Regions from separate parts of the Mus musculus genome. Here region 1 is linked to region 2. Evidence: chromatin contacts called from public promoter capture Hi-C data. All regions are on one chromosome and are shown on one strand. The core of a region is the stretch at or near the end of the contact, and the rest is flanking DNA. Distances in the headings are between cores, read along the strand shown. Region 1 overlaps Plekhg1 (pleckstrin homology domain containing, family G (with RhoGef domain) member 1). Region 2 holds the start of Iyd (iodotyrosine deiodinase).

What was found. Promoter capture Hi-C pulls out the DNA fragments that hold promoters and counts their contacts.
Region 1: a contact with region 2 is called in a promoter capture Hi-C map of liver, with 9 times the contacts expected there. The contact joins the enhancer-like site here to the promoter of Iyd in region 2. A contact is called at or near these places in 20 of 39 promoter capture datasets (the 3T3-L1 cell line, 3T3-L1-derived adipocytes, the C10 cell line and 11 more), 15 of 484 Hi-C or Micro-C datasets (embryonic stem cells, short-term hematopoietic stem cells and uterus) and 1 of 115 datasets of contacts at active chromatin or transcription factors (kidney).

Annotation. Positions count from the first base shown.
Region 1 is chr10:3,816,124-3,821,702 of GRCm38.p6, forward strand. All of the region lies in intron 2 of Plekhg1 (pleckstrin homology domain containing, family G (with RhoGef domain) member 1), which reads left to right. Among named protein-coding and RNA genes, the nearest start is that of Gm30164, 59 kb to the left of the region's middle. Within about 2 kb of position 3,373, at least 34 of the 459 cell types and tissues checked have an H3K27ac peak or open chromatin away from gene starts, as enhancers often do. A contact at or near this core is called in liver, where this site is marked.
Region 2 is chr10:3,538,882-3,544,357 of GRCm38.p6, forward strand. Iyd (iodotyrosine deiodinase) reads left to right here and starts at 1,393. Exons shown (of 5, transcript NM_027391.4): 1 at 1,393-1,580. The coding sequence starts at 1,415. It overlaps Gm30033 (a long non-coding RNA gene), which reads left to right. Exons shown (of 3, transcript XR_380041.2): 3 at 583-746.

The DNA.
Region 1 (5,579 bases), core at 2,123-4,622, 280 kb after region 2:
CTGTACAAACACACACAAACACTTATACATACATAATATCAATACATACACACACATACACCACACACATACATACACATATACAGACATACACAAACATACACATGTATACACATAGACACATATATATACAAATTCACACACACACATATAATATATATATATACATATGCATACATACAAATGGATTTTATTTTCATAGATCACTATATATTTAGAAAGAAAAACTAGAAATATGAAAACCTCTTTCTAGCCTAATAGTTTAAATTACTGCTGAGGAGATGGTGGAGTGTTACTGATTCAATGACTCACAAACATTGTAAAGGATTCTCCCTATTATTCTACTAAGCCATGCTTAGAGTCGACCTCTTTTTCGGACTGTCTCCCTTCTGTGGACATACAATAACTGTTGAACACAAATGAAATAACACATTCCCAAGTCCATCTGTACCAGGAAAAAGGAAGTCATGTCCCTGGGGCACAAAGTAGGAACTCTTCATTCAAACTGATGGCTGTGACAGTGAAGAAGCCATGCACAGAGTGGCTTCAACTAGTCACAATCCTCGTGAAGAGCTGGGGATGGTGTGAGCCGCACCTCCATGTGTCAGGGAGAGGGGAGTGTATTATTAATGCCATGCGATCAACCAATGATGTCCGTTAGAATGGAGACATTACATTTAATTGTTGCATTCTTTTTATTTCTAAATAAAACATAGTATGTGATATGATCTTTCAGTGCCTCACTTTCATCCCTACCTACTGTTGCAAACTCTCTGTTATGTCTTAAACTTTGATGGGGAAATGTCTCCTGTTATGACCAAGTACAATATCACTTTTATCTTATGATCAAAGTAGATGCAGGCTCCTTGAACCAAAGGTTACTCAAATATAGCTATTACTGTATCCAGAACCTATTGTACCAAGAGCCTGGCCTAAGCCAGCAAAGTTTTGTTCTTTATGACCTGTGCCAGAGCCAACCTATATACCTTGTGTACAGCCAGGGTGATTCTTCATAGGGATATCTAATGATAGTCACCATCAGAAGGGCTCTCTATTCATCTATTTTGGGGGTTTGGGCATAGGCTATGGAAGCAGGGATCAAAGCAGGAAATCATGAAGCTTCCTGGGCTGGTTGGAGGCTACTGGCTCAGATCACAAGGTAGAACGAGGTTGCAGCCCAGAACAGACTCGTTACCATATCTATGGTCTGTGTAAGCAGCTCATGACCCTATCTTTCCCATCTAATTCTCTGCTGATGGGAAGATTCATTCCAGACTCCAGACACCAAATCTGGGCTCAGAGTGATTTAGGACACAGTCTTATGGGTTGGAAATTATTCCAGAAAGCAGCTCTGTTTCACACCCATCCATGAGAGGACAAAACTGTTGTCTCCCGTCCCCAGTGATTTATAGTATTAGATGAGAAAGCACTAAAACTTGAACTTTCCTTCCAGCCAGTCAAAGCTATAATGTGTTGGTTCAGTCACTGAAGTTGAGGTTAGAGATTTGGCTTTTCCTTCTTTTGGACTATGTTGTCTCAATTTCCTGGATGGACTCAGGAAAACCACTGCAGAAAGGTTGTTGCTGCCCCTGGCTATAAAATATCATAAACTGTCCAACTCTTCTGGTATTAAGGCTTGGCAAAGAGACATGCACCAAGGTAGTGTGGAAAGCCCTATCTTGGAATTCACTGAACGGGCAAGAAGCACAGTTAAGACTGAAGGAGAGGGAATACAGCCAACCCACTGGCCTGTCTGCTTCCAGAGCTGATGGGATGCAGAGTGGTTTTCCAATAGGTGACCAGCACCACCCACTTTTCTTCCTTTAAAGTCACAGTGGTCATATCTGAACAAGAGCTTCCTGTTATAAAGCAAATATAGGGGCTAAAGAGATGGTTCATCAGTTAAGAGCAGTTAAGGATGTGGGTTTGGTTCCCAGCACCCACATGACAGCTCATAACATCCCTAACTCCAGTTCTAAGGGACCCCATGCCCTTTTCTGACTTCTGTGAACACCAGGTACACATATGGCATACATACAAACATGCAGACAAAACACTCATGTGTATTAAATGAAGTAAATAAAAATTTTTTAAGCCAACAGAGGTCCGTGGTTCATTTGGAGTCTTTTCCCCATTCTAGATTCTGGATTAAAAACAACAACAACAAGTTATGTAAATAACGTGCAACTTCCTGAACAGAATATATTAAGAGGGTTAGATGGTCCACTTTCTGCCAGTTGATGCAATTGTCATCTGAAATCAACCAAGACACCCAAGTTGGACTGGTGCCCTGGCTGAAATCTAGAAGTTAAGCCCATCCCCCACAGACATATCCACAGGTCACAGGCCAGTCCAATGTAGATCATCCCTCATTGAAATTCTTCTCAAGTGATTCTAGGTCGGGTCATATGGACAATTAAAGTTAGCAATCACAGTAGGTTATTTAAAATTGATTGACTACATCAGTCTGTTTAAAACCTGGAGCCCAAGCCTTTAAGTCATCATCATGAAAACAGGGCCTGATTAAATGCCCTCTGGAGCTAGTTTATTTTATCTGTGCTTGCCTAACTCCTAGATTTTAGCCTTTTCATATCCCCCAAAATAGTTTAGGACTATAGCTTTTCAATACTGTGTTTCTATAGATACAGTTTTCAAAAAAGAATTTCTACAAATGAAATTCTCTTGACCAGTCATCAACAAATTGTGCCAGGTTGTGTCATGTTGTCCAAACAGGACCCTTAGAGAGAGTTTGAGATACACATTCAAAAGAGTGTTTCCATGGTGATCCTTAGCCCCATCAAGTCAACAGTGAAGATTAAACCACCACATCCAGTTGCCTGTTTCTATAATATAAAAAGAAATAAAAGGAAATTCTTAAAGGCTGCTTATAAATAAGGAAGTCACGACGCTTTTCAGGGGAGTAAAAGTACAGATTGATGCTGAAGGTCTAATTTCTGATTTTTAGGTGTGAGCTCCTGTGCCTTAGGGAAGCTCTGCACACCAGGTTATCACTGTGTCTTGGTGCCCATGAATAGACTGGCTAACTCTCATTGTTGTTTGCATCTGCTAAGGTCAAATGTAAAGCACTGGCTAGCCTATCTGTATTTTTTGCAAATAAATAGAAAAAGTATTCATGTGTGTGTTTGTGTGTGTGTGTGTGTGTGTGTGTGTGCAGATATGGAGAGAGAATATTATGGTTTTCTTGGAGAGCCCTTTGTTGAGTTTCTAGCATGTCTATGTGTGCAAGGACACGTGTGATCTTCTACAATAAACTTTAATGGTCCTTTTGAGACGTTGTACCCATACTCGGCCTAGTTTCTATTATTGGGAAGTCTGAGGCAATTCTTGAGCACTGAACTGTCCTTTGATCTGTAGAAAGAGTGGTTTCCATGGAGCTGTGCTGGCTAATGACCAGGCTGGAGTTCAGCATTCCAGTGAGCTGGGTTCTGTTTTCCTAACAAGGCCTTCCCTGAAGTATTTGCATAAAGACACAAGTTGTGATGTTTTCATGTGGGTACTACATGGGGGTAAGTTGACTAGTTAAGAATAAAAGTAGAGTGAGCCATTACAAATCTGTTTCATTTATCTAAATGTTAACTTATTTCTAGAAAAAAAAAGTATTTTAATATTTTGACAACACAGAATACACATTTCTCCAATACTGAATTTTGCACAAAGTAATGTAAAACATACTATGTCTCACTTGACCTTAGATGTGAGTAAAATGAAAGCCAAATTATCATGGCCAATATAGTCTCTACATCTGGCAATACTCGTTCTCAAAGCAATTGTTAATCTCAATTTATGTTTAGACATTTTAGGCTGAGCCTTCTTCTCTGGGCCTCTTTCTCCCCCACACAGTTCTGCAGAACAGCCTGCCTAAGGAGGCACACAGCCACACTATGGCTTCAGAAGGACAGGAGGTTCCTGATTTGACAACTTACCCTGACTGAGGGGAAAGAAAGTCTTAAACAAACAAACAAACAAACAAACAAACAAAGACTTGTAGATAAGTGGACAGTGTTTCTATTGCAATTAATAGGATTAAATAGGAGCCAAGAGAAAACATGACATCTGCCTGGGTCTACTGAAACTGCAAAGGCTTTGGAAATGACCTTTGAATTCTACAAAAGTCACCCTATGATGGTTAGATGCCTGGCTTCCTCTTGACTACATCTGCTGGTATCCAGAGGCCTTGGGCTATGAGGACATTAACCCTTTAGCTAATATGTGAAATAAAACATGAAACGCTCTCTAGGGTCAAAGTTGTTTTCTTGAGATAGAGTCTTGCTTTGTATCCCAGAATGGCCTTGAACATCTAACAATCCTCCTACTTTGGTCTCTTGGTGTAAGACTTGTGTGTGAACCACTGTGTCTGGCTTCAGGCTAAATGTTTACCTGTGTGCACCAGTTTCCTTGATGTTGCATTCTGTTGCTTATTTAGTCCTCTTGGCAACAAGTCAGGAAGCCCAGAGACTTCCAGCCTGTAGTCTACCCTCTCACCCTTTCTTCAACATGTGGATGTGGCTCTAACCCAGGTTGTGATCCGAAGATGTAATTCTGATTTCCTTTTAAACCATTCTTGGAATAACTGAAGGGTTCTGCATTCAAAGAAAACATTGGCATTATTTTACCCCTGATCCCTTAATGAGATAGTTATTTACTTTTGTTCATATATCTTATAGACTTTGGTGGAAGAAAAATATTGGGTTTTCCTTTGCATTTTTACACATATTTATGCTTCCAGAATAAATAAGCAAGGAGAGATCAAAATCCGTCTTCAAAAATCAGCAGTACACTGGGGGGGCGGGGGGGACGACTGCTAATAAAAAAAGGACTTAAGTAGATTTTCTTTTCATACATGCTCACTTTTCTTACAATGATGGGATATGATCCCTTAAGTCATGCCTTTATGATATGTAGGATAAATGTTAGGTTTGTAATAAAGAATTAAACCTAAGAGTAGTTGTGTGAATAACCCAGAAAGAACAACCACAATTCGCAAAGCAGAATGACCACCAGCCATTACTTAAAGTGTCAGCACCTTTTGTGCACAGCCCTGCTGACCTCAACATCTGTGAATGGTACCCCCTGGAGTTGGACAAACATGTCAGCCCTAGAACTAAGTGGCTTAAAATACACTTCTGCATTCATATGTTCAAAAGTTCAGTGAAAATTGTGGGCTCCCTATTCATCCTAGGAATGGTAGAGAAAGCATGGATCACGCAAGCAAACAGAACTCACAACCCTATTAGCTGTGGTATGAAATCGTTAGTCTGTTTGGCTTGAGAAATGATGCAGCAGAAACAGCTCTTCTCGCTACTTCTTTATCCTCCATCTAAAGAGGAAAGGACAAGAATACTGTGAGCAGAAAACAAAGCAGCAAACTATGAATAAATGGTCAAGTCGGGAATCAGGTAAGGCCCAAGCGTCCTCGGTCTTCCATGCAGGCGCATTGGTGAGGGGTCCATCACCCAAGTCCTGTGGTAACCTGTAAGGACCAGTGAGTCACACAAAAATATAACCCTCAAGAGCTTAGAGTCTGGTGGTGCTAGAAGACAATGGCTTAGAGCTTTAAT
Region 2 (5,476 bases), core at 143-2,642:
TCCCCCTCCCCTGTACTCTGAGACCTGCAGATGCACCAGGTCGGGAACTTGGGTGGGTTTCAAATTCTAGAGTCAAAGTTTCTTCCCTCTGGAAGCCTTGTCTGATCTCCACACTGCTCTGCCCATCCTGCTGCTGTTACAGCTGCCAGACTTCTTGCCCCTGCACTGTGCTTTTTTAAAAATCTCTTTTCGGTGAGCTCCCAGAGCTGAGTGTGAACCTTGGCAGCCAGGCAGCAATGTCTCTTGTACTAGCACATAAAATCCTTGTCCCAGCTTTCCCCTGTTACCCAGGCAGGCTCAACACCGCAGGATCTTAGCTAAGAATTCTAGTCCACACTGCAGACGTACCCAGCATGGACTCAGGCTGCTTATGTCCCATTTATCTTCTAATGGCTTTGGCATGTCATTTGACCTATTCATGCCTCATTCATATGAGTGAAAATGGGAGCAGTAGCGGGATCTATGACATGAGGTTTTGGGGAGCACCTGTGATTTAGTACGTGGAATATGGAGGAGCCACAAGGGAAGCTTTCTGTGAGTAATGGTTCTCTCTCCCATCCTTCCTTCCTCCCTCATCCCCAGCTGTGAGAACAATACAAGCGAGGAGGAACAAAACCTGCTGGTCCCCGGGGCTTGGACATCTCAACCTCTGGAACTGTGAGACACGTGTTTCTGTTATTTATGTCACTCAACCAATGACATTTGTGTTCTGACAGCCTGAACAACAGAGGCATAGGCAAAGATAAAAACTAAGACAAAAAACAAAAAGCCTCAAGCTTAGATATAGTCATTTCAAACTGTTTGCATCACTTTTTCCAGATTAAAATCTTTCTTTAATGTAAAACATAGCCTTTCTTCTCTGTTGCATATGTTGGCATGGCTGTTAATTTTTTTTTTTACAGCCTCAGGGCAGTGCCTCTTACATATGTTGTTAAAAATGCACGTTGACAGCCTCTTTCTGGAAATTATCTTTCAGGATATCAGAACCTACATTTATAAATCTGCCCTTTTAAAAAATTAGCTCTCTGGGCAATTCCTAGCTTCAGGCAGTTGAAGATGCTTTGAGAGAATAGTTAAATAGGAGAAAGGTCAAATGCTTTTTTTCTTTAAAACCACCACCAGCAATGTAGCACATTACAGTGCTTAATGCACCCCATGGTCATTGATGTCTGAAAATATACTGATCAAGTGCACAGTTTTAAAATTGCATGCGTCAGAGCAGGACCAATCCCACACGCACCCAACTGTGAGCTTTGCTCCTTTGCAAAGTCCTCACGGAGTCTGAGTTTGTACTTTGCTCCCTCCCTGGCACTCCTCCCCGTTTCTACATCTACTCCCAGCATTCCCTGCTTCCATCTGTTTGTATAAATGCCAGTGTGGGAAAGCGCACACATTCCAGGTCGGACTTCAGACCATGTTTCTCCTCACCCCAGTCTTGGTAGCAGTTGTCTGTATCTTGGTTGTATGGGTCTTTAAAAATGCCGACAGGAACCTAGAGAAAAAGAAGGAGGAGGCTCAAGTTCAGCCCTGGGTGGATGAAGACTTGAAAGACAGCACAGAAGACCTTCAAGTGGAAGAAGGTAACAACCCCTGCGGTGCCCAGGGCTTTGCCCTGCATGTGTTTGCGATGGTGCGAACTGATGCCCAGGATTCAGAGAGCAAGCCATGCTGGCAAACCTTCGCTTCTGTTGTGAAAACAGAACAGTGTATAGCAAGGATGGTCATCTCAGGGCACTTGCCGGTACCAGCCTCTACCCAGTCCGAAGTCATGGAAGCTAAGATCTCTCCCAGCCCAGATCCTCTGCAGGTCAACACCTTCTGTCTCAGGGGTGGGGGTGGAGGCAGAGTCTCTGTACAGAGTGACAGCGAGCATGGCCAGGTTTTGATTAGGAATGCTGAAACTGAGAACGTGACCCGTCTAGGGATTGGGTACTTTCTCTTATGCCAGGCCCTGTGCCTTAGAGACAGGAGTGGCCCATGCCCAGCAAGAAAAGGGTCCGGTTTAGGGAATGAGGTAAAATAAGGAAACGGACAAGCCCTGTGGAACTAGTATAAGGTGTTTAGGAAAGGCTTGGGGGTCTGCTGGGGCATTGGGAAAGAGCAAAGCTGACCCGAGGGTAGAGGTGTGAGCAGCAGGGGCAAGCTGTGTCAGGAGGCGCACAAAGCCAGCACCCATGTTCTAATGCCTAGGAGCGATTCCTGGAAGGTGAAAGATGTGCAGACGGAGAAGTGAGGCAGAGAGGGCTGGCTGTGGCTGGCATGAGACCAGTGCTTGTCAGCCTTCCCAATGCTGCAACTCTTTAATACGGTTCCTCACATTAGAGTGATTTGCGACTGTAAAATTACTTTCGCTGATATGTTTATAAGTGTAATCTTGTTAGCGTTATGAATTGTAATGTAAATATCTGATATGCAGGGTATCTGGTCCCACTTGGGAAGTACTTCCCTTACCACAGAGAAGCACTGTCCTTAACCCCGACATCTGTTCTAAGGTTTGATGAGCAATGCTTTGGTGGGAGGGTAGTGGATGCCCAAGTCACAGTGAAGAGCATCAGATTTTAGATATTGGGGAAGATGGAGGGAGTGGCTGAGTCACTGTCATCCATGGACAAGGGCAGAAAGATCCAATTTAGGGGACACTGTAAGGGTGTGCTGCATTTATCATATTCATGATGTTAAATAAAACAATGGTCAGAACACATCAACTTGAGGAGGTACTCAGAGATTAGAGAAATAATCACCAAGTGGGTACTGTGAGAGAGAAGACTGAGGACAGAACTTGGGAGACACCTGAAGAGAAGAGGGACATGGTAGAGAGATATGCTACAGAAAGAAGATGACATGGTTGAAGAGTCTTGAGGACCACAACACACTCACATAGCATGCAGTGGACCCAGCTGGTGACACATCATATAGAGTAAGCCCTTCGTCTTCATGGTAATACAATGAGGTAGGCATTATCACTACTATCACTACTATCACTATTGCAGGAGACTGAGGCTGTAGTAGGGTACTGCCTACCCAGGCAGGTAGGACTCTGGCAGTCTATTTCCAGGGTCCAAGCATAGAGCTTTTGGCTGGGTAGCCTTTCTCACAGAAAAGCCTAGAACAGAGGAGGCTTAAAAAGAGAAATTCAGAGGTAGATTTCTTCCCTCTCAAGGCCACATTCCTGGGAGCAGTCAGGAGTTCAAGAGCAGTGAGAAGTGGCCCTGCTTGTTTTTAGGAGGTTCCTGCTAGCTCTCCACTGCTGTCTCTGCTGTCTGCCTTTTCTCAGGAAATGGTCTACCCACTACCCAGCTCCTGAAACCAGAAACAGAGAGGACCCTTTTCCTTCTCTGCCAGGAAGCAAGTCCCCTGAGTTTTGTCACCATGATGGGTTGGGAATCTGTTGTTCCTTCGGCTTCCCTGATGGGCCAAGTTAGCATCCTCCCTGTGTAAGATATGGGCACAGCTTCTGTGTGGCTTTTCTTGAGCGTTCTTGGTTCTTGTCTCTGTCTAAGATGCCTCTCCATAAGCATGTTAGAGTCCTCTGCTTACTTCCCGTGGGTGGCCTTCTGTGACACCAAACCTTAGTCCACATGTGCACAAGAAGCACATTCCATGGGCCCACACACCCTGCCTTTTGGGCTACTCCACGTTCTGTGAAAGGCCTCCCTTCCCTTGTCCAGTGAGACTCAGCCATGATACCTTTCAGCTGCTCACACTGGCCTGAAACACATCCTTTCCACTGTCACTCTTCCCAACAGACTATTAAAAACATGTATTATAAAATTCAATGTTTTTATTCACTGAAAACATCATTAGACACCGAACAACCTTCATTTCTTTTTACTTGTTCTGTGATATTTTTGGTGTGTTTGTGTATGCAGGCATGTATATGCCATGTCATGCATGTATGTAAGTCAGAAGACAAATTGAGGAGTCGGCACTCTCCTCTCACCATGAGAGTCCTTGGGATTAAGCTCAGCCTGTCAGGCTTGGTGGCAGTCACCTTTACCAACTGAGCCATCTTGCTGTTTATCTGCCTCAGATGCTGACAGCTCAGATTCCTTCACAGCCTCAGAACCCCGACTCCTGTCCCTTGTTTTCCTTGCCTGGGTCATTCCTCCAAATCTCTATAACTTCATTAAAAAATGTATATATATACTCCATTGGGATGGTTACATTTTATTATTCTATCCTTAAACATACTTATTGGTTTGTTTGCATATATAAGCTCTAAGGATATAGAAATCATGCTTATTTATTTATAAATTCTTGATAAGATCTTGTTGAGCAAATTGCCTATTTTAATATTCCAGGGTATGGGAGTATTGATTAATATAACTTGTATTATACATGCATGATATTTCATGTTTTGCAACTACGTAACTAAGACATTGGAAAAAATTCCCAAGTCAATCATACCCACAAAATGATCTTCTCTCAGCCCAGAATATCATCTTCCCCAACCATGATAAAGCCATGGTTACAGGCATCTCCCGAGCACAAGCCTGGAGGAGAAAATTGTACATCCACTCACTGTCTAAGACAATCATTGTCAGGATAGGACTTGCTTTTTCACACTTTGCTTCTTATAGCCAGTGTATGTGTAGCATATTGTATAAACAAGCCAAGCTTGCCGTACTGGAAAACAAAACAGTCAGACAACAGAACCCACAACCAAGCAACCAACCAACTTCTGACCAAACAAACACAAAGCAACAACAGCAAAGTTTTAAAAACAGTCTGAATCTTAGGTACTGTGGTATGAACAAAGCAGGGTCAGATAAATTCCTGAAGCTCACTAAAGCCACCCTAGTCAACATGGTGTCCACGTGTCTTAGTTAGGGTTTTACTGCTGTGAACAGACACCATGACCATGGCAGCTCTTATAAAAGACAACATTTAATTGGAGCTGGCTTACAGGTTCAGAGCTTCAGTCTATTATCATCAAGACAGGAGCATAACAGCATCCAGGCAGGCATGGTACAGTAAGAGCTGAGAGTTCGACAAATTCACCTGATGACTGCTAGCAGAATATTGACTTCCAGGGAGATAGGAGTAGGGTATTAATGGCCACGCCCACAGTGGCACACCTATTCCAGCAGGGCCACACCTCCTAATAGTGCCACCCCTGAGCCAAACATACAAACCATCACACCATGCCAGTAAAGAAAACCTATTTCCAAAAAAGATGAAGGGCATCCAAAGTTGTTCTCTGTTTTACACACACACACACACACACACACACACACACACACGGGGTGGAGTGAGGTGGGGAGAGAGCAAGAGGGAGAGAGAGAGAGTCAGCTTCGCATGCTTTCAGGAGACTGATGCCTCTTAATGATTCTTGAGAACTTTGAGAGAACTAAGTTCACGGACCTATGCACTCTGAAGTTCAGCCCCATGGGCTCCTGCTTTCTTCTGTGATCTAACTTACTTATGCAGAACATTTACATTTAATATTCCATGTCATCCCCAGGTCCCCATCACT